2 separate regions of the Callithrix jacchus genome follow, and region 2 is linked to region 1. Evidence: chromatin contacts called from public Hi-C data. All regions are on one chromosome and are shown on one strand. Each heading gives the region's core, a stretch centred on a gene start, on an enhancer-like site or on the middle of the called end of the contact. The rest is flanking DNA. Distances are from core to core; before and after follow the strand shown.

Region 1 (5,079 bases), core at 930-3,429:
TCCTTTGGGTCCCTGTCTTGAACCTGGGCCAGGCCACAACCTGGAAAACTCCATTGTCACGGGCCACAGAGCTCCCTGGAGGGTCTGGTGGGTCTCGCATTTGGGGTGGGGCAGGGGTAGAGGACAGGAAGTGGGAAGGAACCCAGGAAAAGAGGAAAACACACCCAGGCCCAGATCTGGGCCCTGCTCTCAGGCCTGCCCAGCTGAGCCAGCTCCCGAGAGGAGCATTCTCTGAGCGGTTTCTAGGAGAGCGCTGCCCGCCCCTGGCCCGGGCTCTCTGGGCTGTGAGGGGTTCCTGGGCCTGGTGCTTTCTCTCATCGGCACCCCTGCCCTTCTCCAGCACCCCTGACACACACACCCTCCAGCACCTCCAACGGTACCTTCGTCCGTCACTGTCCTGTCACTCGGCGCCCCTGACTGAGCCTCACACACACAGGCAGCTAGAGAAATTCTTAGCGCACACGCGACCTTACGGGGTTTTTTCAGACAAGTCCACAAAAGCACACGCAGCCTCTTGCTCACCTCGGAAACCATGGTGGCCAAGAGTTCCAGGAGCCAGGACCTGCTGGTGAGTGACAGGTGTGAGGAAAAGTGTCTCAGAGAAGCACTCTCCTCCCCAGAGGGCTCTCACATTCAGAGACCCCAACTCCCCACCCGGGATGACCCAGCACCACTGAGACAGTTGCCTCCTCTACCCAGCCTAGCACAAACTCAGCTGGTTTTATTGGTGGAAGGGGCGTAATGGGTGGAGCCACTCCCAGGGCAGGAGGCCGGGCTGAGTGGCTGAAAAAGAGACAGAGACAGAGACAGACAGAGATAGAGACTTACCTGAGAGAGACAGTGGTCTGGAGTCCCTAGGAGGGATGAGGTCCGTCCCGGGCTGCGGTCCTGCACCTTCTGAGCTGGGGTGGGATTCTCTGAGCCCAGGAAGAGGCTGCTTCCCCCACCCTGCCAGCCCGAGAGGGGGAGGGCCAGAGGGAAAGTCCAGACTTGGGAAAGCAGGCTGGGGAAACTCCCAGAGCCCAGGGAGGAGACCTCAGCCAAGTGGAGTCCAAGGACAAAGGAATGTGGACATTGTCCTTGCATAAGGTGTGCCCGGACTCCAGAGGGCCAGAGAAGCTTCTGGGTGAGGAGGAGGCAGGACCCGCCAGACCGAAAAGGAGGCCCTGGAGGGCGGGGGCCTGTGCAAGTTGGAGGGGCGGCTAGTGGTGGTGTAGATCTACCTGTGGGACAAGATAGGACCCTCTGCAGGGTGAGAGGCATCCTGCTGACAGTCTGAGCTTGGCTGGCCAGGCTCTCCTGACGCCTTCTGGGCCGAGGCAAGGCCGGCGGGGGCAGAAGGTCACTGGTTCCAGCAATCCTGAGGCTCCCCTGCCGGCTTCTCTAGCCCCCCGGATTCTGACCCACCAGCCTGGCTGGGCCTCCCACCTCCTCCTCATGCCCCAGCCTGGTGGCCAAGCCCCCCAGCTGAGCACAACCACAGCCTTGACCTCGGGATGGCTTCTGGGGCTGCCCTGAGGCAGCAGCACAACAAGCATCCCTGACTGCAGACATCTCTTCTCGCACAGTCTGCAGGCTGGAAGTCCAGGGTCAGGGTGGGCAGCGCTGCGTCCTTCCGAGGCCGTGGAGCTGGGATCCTGCCTCTCTCCCGCCCTTGTACGTGGCCACCTTCATCTCCATCGCGTTCTTTCTGGCTATGACTGTCCACACTTCCCCTTTTCATAAGGACAGCAGTCACATTGAAGTCGGTTCCACCCCAGTATCCTCATTGTCACTTCATCACCTCCATAATGACCCTGTTTCCAAATAAGAGCACATTCTGAGGTCCTGGGGTGAGGACTTCAGCTTGGACACAATGTGTCCCATTACATTCTCCGAGGAGACCCGGAGAGACAGAACCTAGAAACCACGCTTTCCTGGTGAAATCTTCACTCGGGTGGACTAGACACTGGTTGTCACCTGCCTGCCACTTGGGAGTCCGTTCCACTGCGTGCAGCCCCCTCTCCACAGTTAGGAAGCGCAGATCTTCCCTGAGCCATCTCTGAACTGTAGAGTGGGAAAGAGAAGGAAGCCACTCCCGCACCAGCTACAAGTCTTGCTCTAGGCTTCAGCTCCTAGAGACTCACTCGCCCGGCAACCCTAGCCCCTCCGTGACTCACAAAGGCCACCATCCAAAGTCATCCATCCAGACTGTTCCCTGTTTTTATAGCTTCATGTGACGTAATTCACAGGCAAGGCAATGTACTCGTTAAGCTGTGCGATTCAAAGCAGGGAACGGCGTGAGCCTCACCAGCACCCGCTAAACGTGTTCAGCGCCTGAGAGAAGTTCTGCCCTCTGAGACACCACCACCGATGCTCATTTCCATGGACGACCACTCGTCTACTTCCTTTTTTTTTTTTCTTCTTTGAGATGGAGTCTTGCTCTGTTGCCCAGGCTGGAGTGCAATGGCACGATCTCGGCTCACCGCAACCTCCGCCTCCTGGGTTCAGGCAATTCTCCTGCCTCAGCCTCCTGAGTAGCTGGGACCACAGGCACGCGCCACCGTGCCCAGATAATTTTTTGTATTTTTAGTGGAGATGGGGTTTCACCATGTTGGTTGTAGGAAGTAGAAAAGTTGCTTTTAATAGTTTCCTTTCTTGTTAAAGAGCAGGTGTGCTAATAACTTTGTCCAGCCCTCTCCTAAGTAGCTGTTAGACACGCCATGCTTACAGGCACGTAGTACATTCTATGTCCTTGTACTTTAGCCAACATATCTGTGACGTTCTCCTTGTACTTTAACCAACATATCTGTGCTGGACGTGCTCACAGGCCTGTCCCAGCTCTCCACTGCTTTTACCTGTTTAGAAAGTTTTAAGTTTTTAGCCAATCGGGTTTTAGTTTAGATTGTGAGGTCTGGCTCCAGCCAACGGAGATCAGACACAGCGGTAAGGACGACCCCAAATGGGTGAGGGATAAATGTGTGTGTTTTCCTTTGTTCATTGTACTCTCATGGCCCGATGGCTAGCGAGGGTTCCCTTCCTGCAGTCCAGGAAGTAAAAATTATGTTGCTGAAAGATCCTTTGTCTCAGTGCTGATTTTTCTTTGTGGCACCAAGCATCTGTTTCCAACATTGATCAGCGAGTCTCGATCTCCTGACTTCGTGATCTGCCCGTCTTGGCCTCCCAAAGTGCTGGAATTACAGGTGTGAGCCACCGTGCCTAGCCTCATCTACTTTTGGTCTCAATAGATGCATCTCCCTCAGACGTTTCATATAAGTATAATTACATACTAGGTGATGTTCTGTGTCCAGCCTCTTTCACTGAGCCTAACGTTCTTGAGGTTCGTGTGTGTGGTAACACGGACAGTCCTTCGTGCCTTTTTCTGGCTGCATAATATTCTACTGCATGGACAGACCACATTTTGGTTTCTCCATTCATCCCTCTAAGGACATTTGGGCTGTTTCCACCTTTTGGCTATTCCAAATATAATGCTGCTGGGAACATTCACGTACAAGTTTCTGTGGCACGTGTGTTTTCAGCTCTCTTGGATGTGTATGAAGGAGAAGAATCGCTGGGTTACATGGGAAACGTGTTTTTAACCTTTTGAGGAACAGCAGACTACTTTTCATTGTCTGTGTCATTTTACATTCCCGGCAGCAGTATACGAGGGTCTGCTTCCTCCACATCCGCAGCAACGTCTGTTATTCCCTGTGTCTTTTTTTTTTTTTTTTTTTTTGAGATGGAGTTTCGCTCTGTTACCCAGGCTGGAGTGCAATGGCGCGATCTCGGCTCACCGCAACCTCTGCCTCCTTCCTGGGTTCAGGCAATTCTCCTGCCTCAGCCTCCTGAGTAGCTGGGATGACAGGCGCGCACCACCACGCCCAGCTAATTTTTTGTATTTTTAGTAGAGAAGGGGTTTCACCATGTTGACCAGAATGGTCTCGATCTCTTGACCTCGTGATCCACCTGCCTCAGCCTCCCAAAGTGCTGGGATTACAGGCGTGAGCCACCGTGACCGGCCAATTTTTTAAATTTTTATTTTTTGAGACAGATCTGTTGCTCAGGGTGGAGTGCAGTGGTGTGATCACAGCTCAGTGCTGCCGAGACTTCTCTGCCTCAAGCGATTCTCTTCGCTCAGCCTTCCCAGGAGCTGGGACTACAGATGTGTGCCACCACCATGCACGACTAATTTTTTGAATTTTTTGTAGAGACAGTGTCTCACTGTGTTGCCTAGGCTGGTCTTGCTCTTGGGCTCAAGCGGTCCTCCCAGTTTGGCCTCTCTAACTGTTGGGATCATAGGCGTGAACCACTGCACCCTGCCTCTTCCCAACTTTCTGAATGATGTCCTTTGAAGCACAATTTTGATTACGAGACCATACGATTTTTAAATAATACTTAAAAAATAAAAGTAATCACTTCGACATGACATTTTTGTGCAGCAGACTTAAAATGTTAAAGGCTGTGGACGTCTCCACGCAGCCAGCACCCTAGTTCCACAGTGACCATCCCTCCTCCGCATGCCCCAGAACCAACTTTTGGGTTCTTCTCTGCTTCCTCCTCCCACTTTTCTTTCCCCTTTTTCTTCTTCTTGTTTGTATTTATTTATTTATTTGGTGATGGAGTCTCCTCTGTGGCCCAGGGGGAAGTACAATCTTGGCTTGGTGCCATCTTGGCTCACTGCAACCTCCCTCTCCTGGGTTCAAGTGATTCTTGATTCTTCTGCCTCAGCCTCCTTAGTAGCTGGAATTACAGACGTGCACCACCACACCCAGCTAACTGTTTTCTATTTTTAGTGGAGACAGGGTTTCACCACGTTGGCCAGGCTGGTCTCGAATGCCTGACCTCAAACGATCCACCTGCCTCAGCCTCCCAAAATGCTGCGGTTACAGATGTGAGTCACTGAGCCCTCCCCCACTCTTCCTTTTTTAGACTCCCCAGCAACCCTGGATTCCTTCTGCAAAGCGAGGAGATTCAGGTTGGTTCAGTTCCCACCACCACACTTCTCCCCAAGTCCATCAGTGCTCAGAAGAATGGAAGGGCCTTCTGTCTATTCATTTTTACTGTCCTGAGTGGGATGAATAAGCTTCTAAAATACAAGTT
Region 2 (5,415 bases), core at 2,766-5,265, 66 kb before region 1:
CGGAGGTGCAACCTCCACCTCCTGGGTTCAAGCAGTCCTCCCACCTCAGCCTCCTGGGTAGCTGGGATTACGGGTGCCTGTCACCACACTGGGCTAATTTTTGTATTTTTAGTAGAGATGGGGTTTCACCAGGTTAACCAGGCTGCTCTTGAACTCCTGACCTCAAGGGATCGCCTACCTCAGCCTTCCATAGTGCTGGGATTACAGATGAGAGCCACCACACCCATCCTGTTAAACTTTTAAATTATGATAGTTACTATGTATAGAGTGTTTATATGTCAGGCACTGACCTCAGTACTTTACATATCCTGCTCATTCTGTGCAACAGTCTAATGGGAGAAATTCCATGAATATAGTTAACCATTTCCTTGATTTCTAGGGAAGTTGGACATGTTTTCTTGTCTCAAGTATTATTTCTTTTTTTTTTGGAGACAGAGTTTTGCTCTTGTTACCCAGGCTGGAGTGCAATGGTGCGATCTCAGCTCACCGCAACCTCCGCCTCCTGGGTTCAGGCAATTCTCCTGCCTCAGCCTCCTGAGTAGCTGGGATTACAGGCACGCGCCACCATGCCCAGCTAATTTTTTGTATTTTTAATAGAGACGGGATTTCACCACGTTGACCAGGATGGTCTCGATCTGTTGACTTCGTGATCCACCCGCCTCGGCCTCCCAAAGTGCTGGGATTACAGGCTTGAGCCACCACGCCCGGCCTTCTCAAGTATTATTCCTATTTATCCTTTTGTGAATTGCCTGCTGTTATTTCCATTGGGATATTCTTGATGCGTTTGATTTTATATATTGAGGATGTGTGAACACAGACTGATTCTCAAGTATTTTATTTGTTGAGGACATTGACCTACCCTTTAAAATATGTTACAAGTATTTCCTCATATTGTGGTTTATCTTTTGATACCAATCATATGCTTGGATGTAGGTTTTTATTCCAACAAAGGAGTTTTAAATATTGAAGCTCTCATTCTTTTCTCATATGGTTGATTCCAGTGAAGTCTGACTAAAGAGCTATTGTACTCTAACGTTGTATTTTTCTGTTTTATTTATTTATTTTTTGAGCCAGAGTCTCAGTCTGTTGCCCAAGCTGGTGTGTGATCTCTGCTCCCTGCAACCTCCACCTCTCAGGTTCAAGCGGTTCTCCGGCCTCAGCCTGCCAAGTAGCTAGGATTACAGGCATGCCCGCTATAATGCTGGCCTAATGTCTGTATTTTTAGTACAGACGGTGTTTCATCATATTGGCCAGCTAATCTCTAACTGCTGACCGCGGGTGATCTGTCCGCCTCAGCCTTCCAAAGTGCTGTGATTACAGGTGTGAGCCACTGCGCCCGGTGAAGTCTCGTTCTTACTTCACTAAGTTCTGTTATATAGTGTTCTGTCGTGCAGCAGGGTGACAGTAGCTAACAGTAAGGTGTGCTTCCAAATAGCTGGAAGAGAGGATTTGGAATGTTCACACTGTTGCCAGGAATTCTGCATTAGGATAGATCGTTTGACTGAGGAGATCAACAGAGCCAGAACTCTGGACCAACAATCTTGGCTCTTGTAATAGTGAGCAAAGAATTGCAAACACCAAAATGCAGGCTCAAAGCAAAGTGTATTGAAGCACAGTACCACTCAGACGGAGAGTGGGCTGATGTCTGTGATATGAAGCCAGCAGCTCTTTAACAAAACTCAAGGTGCTTTTGAAAACTCCTGGGGTGCCGGGCGCGGTGGCTCAAGCCTCTAATCCCAGCACTTTGGGAGGCCGAGGCGGGTGGATCACGAGGTCAAGAGATCGAGACCATCCTGGTCCACATGGTGAAACCCCATCTCTACTAAAAATACAAAAAATTAGCCGGGCACGGTGGCGCGTGCCTGTAATCCCAGCTACTCAGGAGGCTGAGGCAGGAGAATTGCCTGAACCCAGGAGGCGGAGGTTGCGGTGAGCCGAGATCACGCCATTGCACTCCAGCCTGGGTAACAAGAGTGAAACTGCATCTCAAAAAAAAACAAAAAAAGACTCCTGGGGTTTGGGAGGCGGAGTTGAGGTTTGGACTATCTTAAAATGACAGGACGATGTTATAACTAAAGTTAAACTGCTCATGTTTTTACCTATAATTTGTTAAGAAAAGTGTGGGGTGGGGCATAAAGCCACATGTAAATTTTATTGTAATGATGGCACACTGAGCTTGGCATGAACTTGAAGACATGGTTCGATGTTGCTGGATATGCACCACTTTAGAGGATTTCCACCTGTGCCCCAGTTTCTCCTACGGGATGTGCTGGGCGCAGGCTGTACCACAAACTATCCATTAGCATGGAGGTAGGGCTGAAGTTAGGTGGGCCAGGGACTGTCTTAGTGACAGCTTTTCTGCTCTTCTTTTCCACCCCCTCCCAGCTACTAATGTCTGTCTAACCACCTAACATCAGCCAAAAAAAAAAAAATTGAGGTGATATGCTTGTTACCCCAATTCAGTGATTCCCTAACGTAAGCATGTATTGAAACATCACACTGTGCCCCATAAACATGCACAAATGTGTCAGAAAAACCTGGCTGGGCGTGTTTTGGAATTTTATAAAGTTGCTCTGAAATTAGTCAAGAAAAATGCACTAATCAAGAAATATTTTACCGAGTACCAGCTCCCCCAGAGAGACCCCCACCCAGGCAGCGCTGATGGAATGAGAGGCAGACGCCCAGATAGAACAGCAAAGTGGGTCTGTTTTGGGGGTCAGCAGCCTTCTGAACTGAGAGCCTCTGGGGCTGACAGCATTCCAGGGTGAGGGCCCCGAGCAGATTCTCACCCATGTACTTTACCTCTCTGAACAGGTTATTATTATTAACACACAGGAGTTTATTTTCTCATAACTCAAAAACATACCAAGTAGGCAGCTGTTCCCTGCTTACCACTGATTACAGGTATTCTTCACGAGGAAGCCACGGGGGCAGGGGCAGGTATCTCAAAGAATTGTTTTAACCGGTGTATGATACTTACACATTGTCCTGCCAATTTGGAATGCCCCAAGTGGTTTTCCACTGGCCAGGGGGACCAGCTAGGTTTTCCTTGCCGTCTTTCTTCCCTGCAAACAACATAGTATATCATAGACTCAGTATTCATCAATATTCATGACAGTATTTCTCAACAATCTTTAAATGTGGGAAACTGCCCTATCAAATCCTATTATAAAACTACTGGAAGGCCAGGTGCAGTGGTTCACACCTTTAATCTCAGCACTTTGGGAGCCAGGACAGGTGGATGGTCTGAGCTCAGGAGCTCTAGACCAGCGTGGGCAACATGGTGAAACCCTGTCTCTACCAAAAATGCAAAAAATTAGCTGGGCATGGTGATGTGCACCAGTAGCCTCAGGTACTTGGGAAGTTGAGATGGGGATCACTTGAACCAGGGAGGCAGAGGATGCAGTGAGCCATGATTGTGCCCCAGCACTCCAACCTGGGTGACGGAGTAAGACCCTGCCTCAAAAACAAAAACAAAAAACAATGGAATGTAGAAAGCCATATAACATAACTGGAAATTGAGAAACAAGTCTGTAATAGAGTTTATTATTTATTTATTTATTTGTTTTCCCGAGACCGAGTGTCACTCTGTCACCAAGGCTTGAGTGCAGTGGTGCGATCTCAGCTCAGGCTCACTGCGACCTCCACTTACTGGGTTGAAGGGATTCTCCTGGCTCAGCCTCCTGAGTAGCTGGGATTACAGGCGTGCATCACCACACCCGGCTAATTTTTTTGTAATTTTAGTAGAAATTGGGTTTCACCGTGTTGGCCAGGCTGCTCACGAACTCTTGACCTCAAGTGATCGGCCTGCCTCAACCTCCCAAAGTGTTAGGATTACAGGCGTGAGCTCCCGCGCTCTCCCACACCAGTGTTTTGAAGAGAAAATTTAATAAAAAGAATTGTTCAATTGTAAAGATGGTTTACTACCCAGCTGGAAAAGAGATTTCTAAGATTTACAGAAGAGCAACTGCAGGAAGGAACTTGTGCCCCGGGGACTAAGGAAGTAAAAAGGGAGGAAACTTGGAAACACGAAAGATCCCTTCAAGCCCTTTCACTTCAAGGCGGAGACTGGACCTCAGAAGGATCGGCTGTCGCGAGAACTCACAGCTGGTGGACGGCGGAAACGCGGGTAGGAGCCGGACCAAGGTGAGGACGGCGGAAGTGAGGGCCGCTGGCTCCCTCTGCTGGCCTCGTTGGAGAAGTGCACCAGGAGGGACAGTCCGTCCCTTCCCCTTTGACCTGACGGTGTTCCTCCATCGCCCTCTGTCGGCAAAGAACTGCATGAAGCTGGCCAGCAAGGACGTGTGTGCAGTGTCCAGCTGGGTGCCAACAGGTGCGATCCAGCTCAGTATCACAGAGCAGAACAGAACGGGTGTGTCCGGGCTGAGAGGCCGTACGCTGGTGACTGGCACACGAACTGTGTTTTCTACTTAGAAAATATATGGCATACTTGAATAAATATATATACATATGGCAAATATATAATATATAATAAATATCTTATATATTGCATACAATAAATACATAATAATATATATGTGACAAACGAATAAAATTATATTGAAGTTGACCACCTAATTGTACTTTCTTATCCCGTCTGATAATTTTCCATGTTACTTGTTTTTTTTTTTTTTGAGACGGAGTTTCGCTCTTGTTACCCAGGCTGGAGTGCCATCGCGCGATCTCGGCTCACCGCAACCTCCGCCTCCTGGGTTCAGGCAATTCTCCTGTCTCAGCATCCTGAGTAGCTGGGATTACAGGCACGCGCCACCATGCCCAGCTAATTTTTTTTTTTTTTTTTTTTGTATTTTTAGTAGAGACGGGGTTTCACCATGTTGACCAGGGAGGTCTCGATCTCGACCTCGTGATCCACCCACCTCGGCCTCCCAAAGTGCTGGGATTACAGGCGTGAGCCACCGAGCCCGGCTGCTTGTTTTTTTTTTGTTGTTGTTGTTGTTTGTGGGTTTTTGTTTTGTTCTGTTTTGTTTTTTTTCGAGACGGAGTTTCTCTCTTATTACCCAGGCTGGAGTGCAATGGCACGATCTCGGCTCACCGAAACCTCCGCCTCCCGTGTTCAAGCGATTCTCCTGCCTCAGCCTCCCGAGTAGTTGGGTTTACAGGCATGTGCCATCACACCCGGATAATTTTTTTTAGTAGAGACAGGGTTTCTCCATGTTAATCATTCTGGTCTCGAACTCCTGACCTCAGGTGATCCACCCACCTCAGCCTCCCAAAGTGCTGAAATTACAGGCGTGAATCACCAAGCCCGGCTCTTTTTTTTTTTTTTTTTTTCCTTAAATGGAGTCTAGCTATGTCACCCAGGCTGGAGTGCAGTGGCTCAATCTTGGCTCACTGCAACCTTCCCCTCCCAGATCAAGCACTTCTCCTGCCTCAGCCTCCTAAGTAGCAGGAATT

The links. A called contact is a pair of places that touch in the nucleus more often than the background predicts.
Region 2: a contact with region 1 is called in a Hi-C map of induced pluripotent stem cells, with 4 times the contacts expected there. The contact joins the enhancer-like site here to the promoter of IL32 in region 1.

Annotation. Positions count from the first base shown.
Region 1 is chr12:5,227,061-5,232,139 of calJac240_pri, reverse strand. It overlaps IL32 (interleukin 32), which reads right to left and starts at 2,179. Exons shown (of 7, transcript XM_078344478.1): 1 at 830-2,179; 2 at 523-562. The coding sequence starts at 1,263.
Region 2 is chr12:5,294,996-5,300,410 of calJac240_pri, reverse strand. No RefSeq gene overlaps it. Among named protein-coding and RNA genes, the nearest start is that of ZNF213, 4.9 kb to the left of the region's middle. Within about 2 kb of position 4,015, at least 4 of the 16 cell types and tissues checked have an H3K27ac peak or open chromatin away from gene starts, as enhancers often do.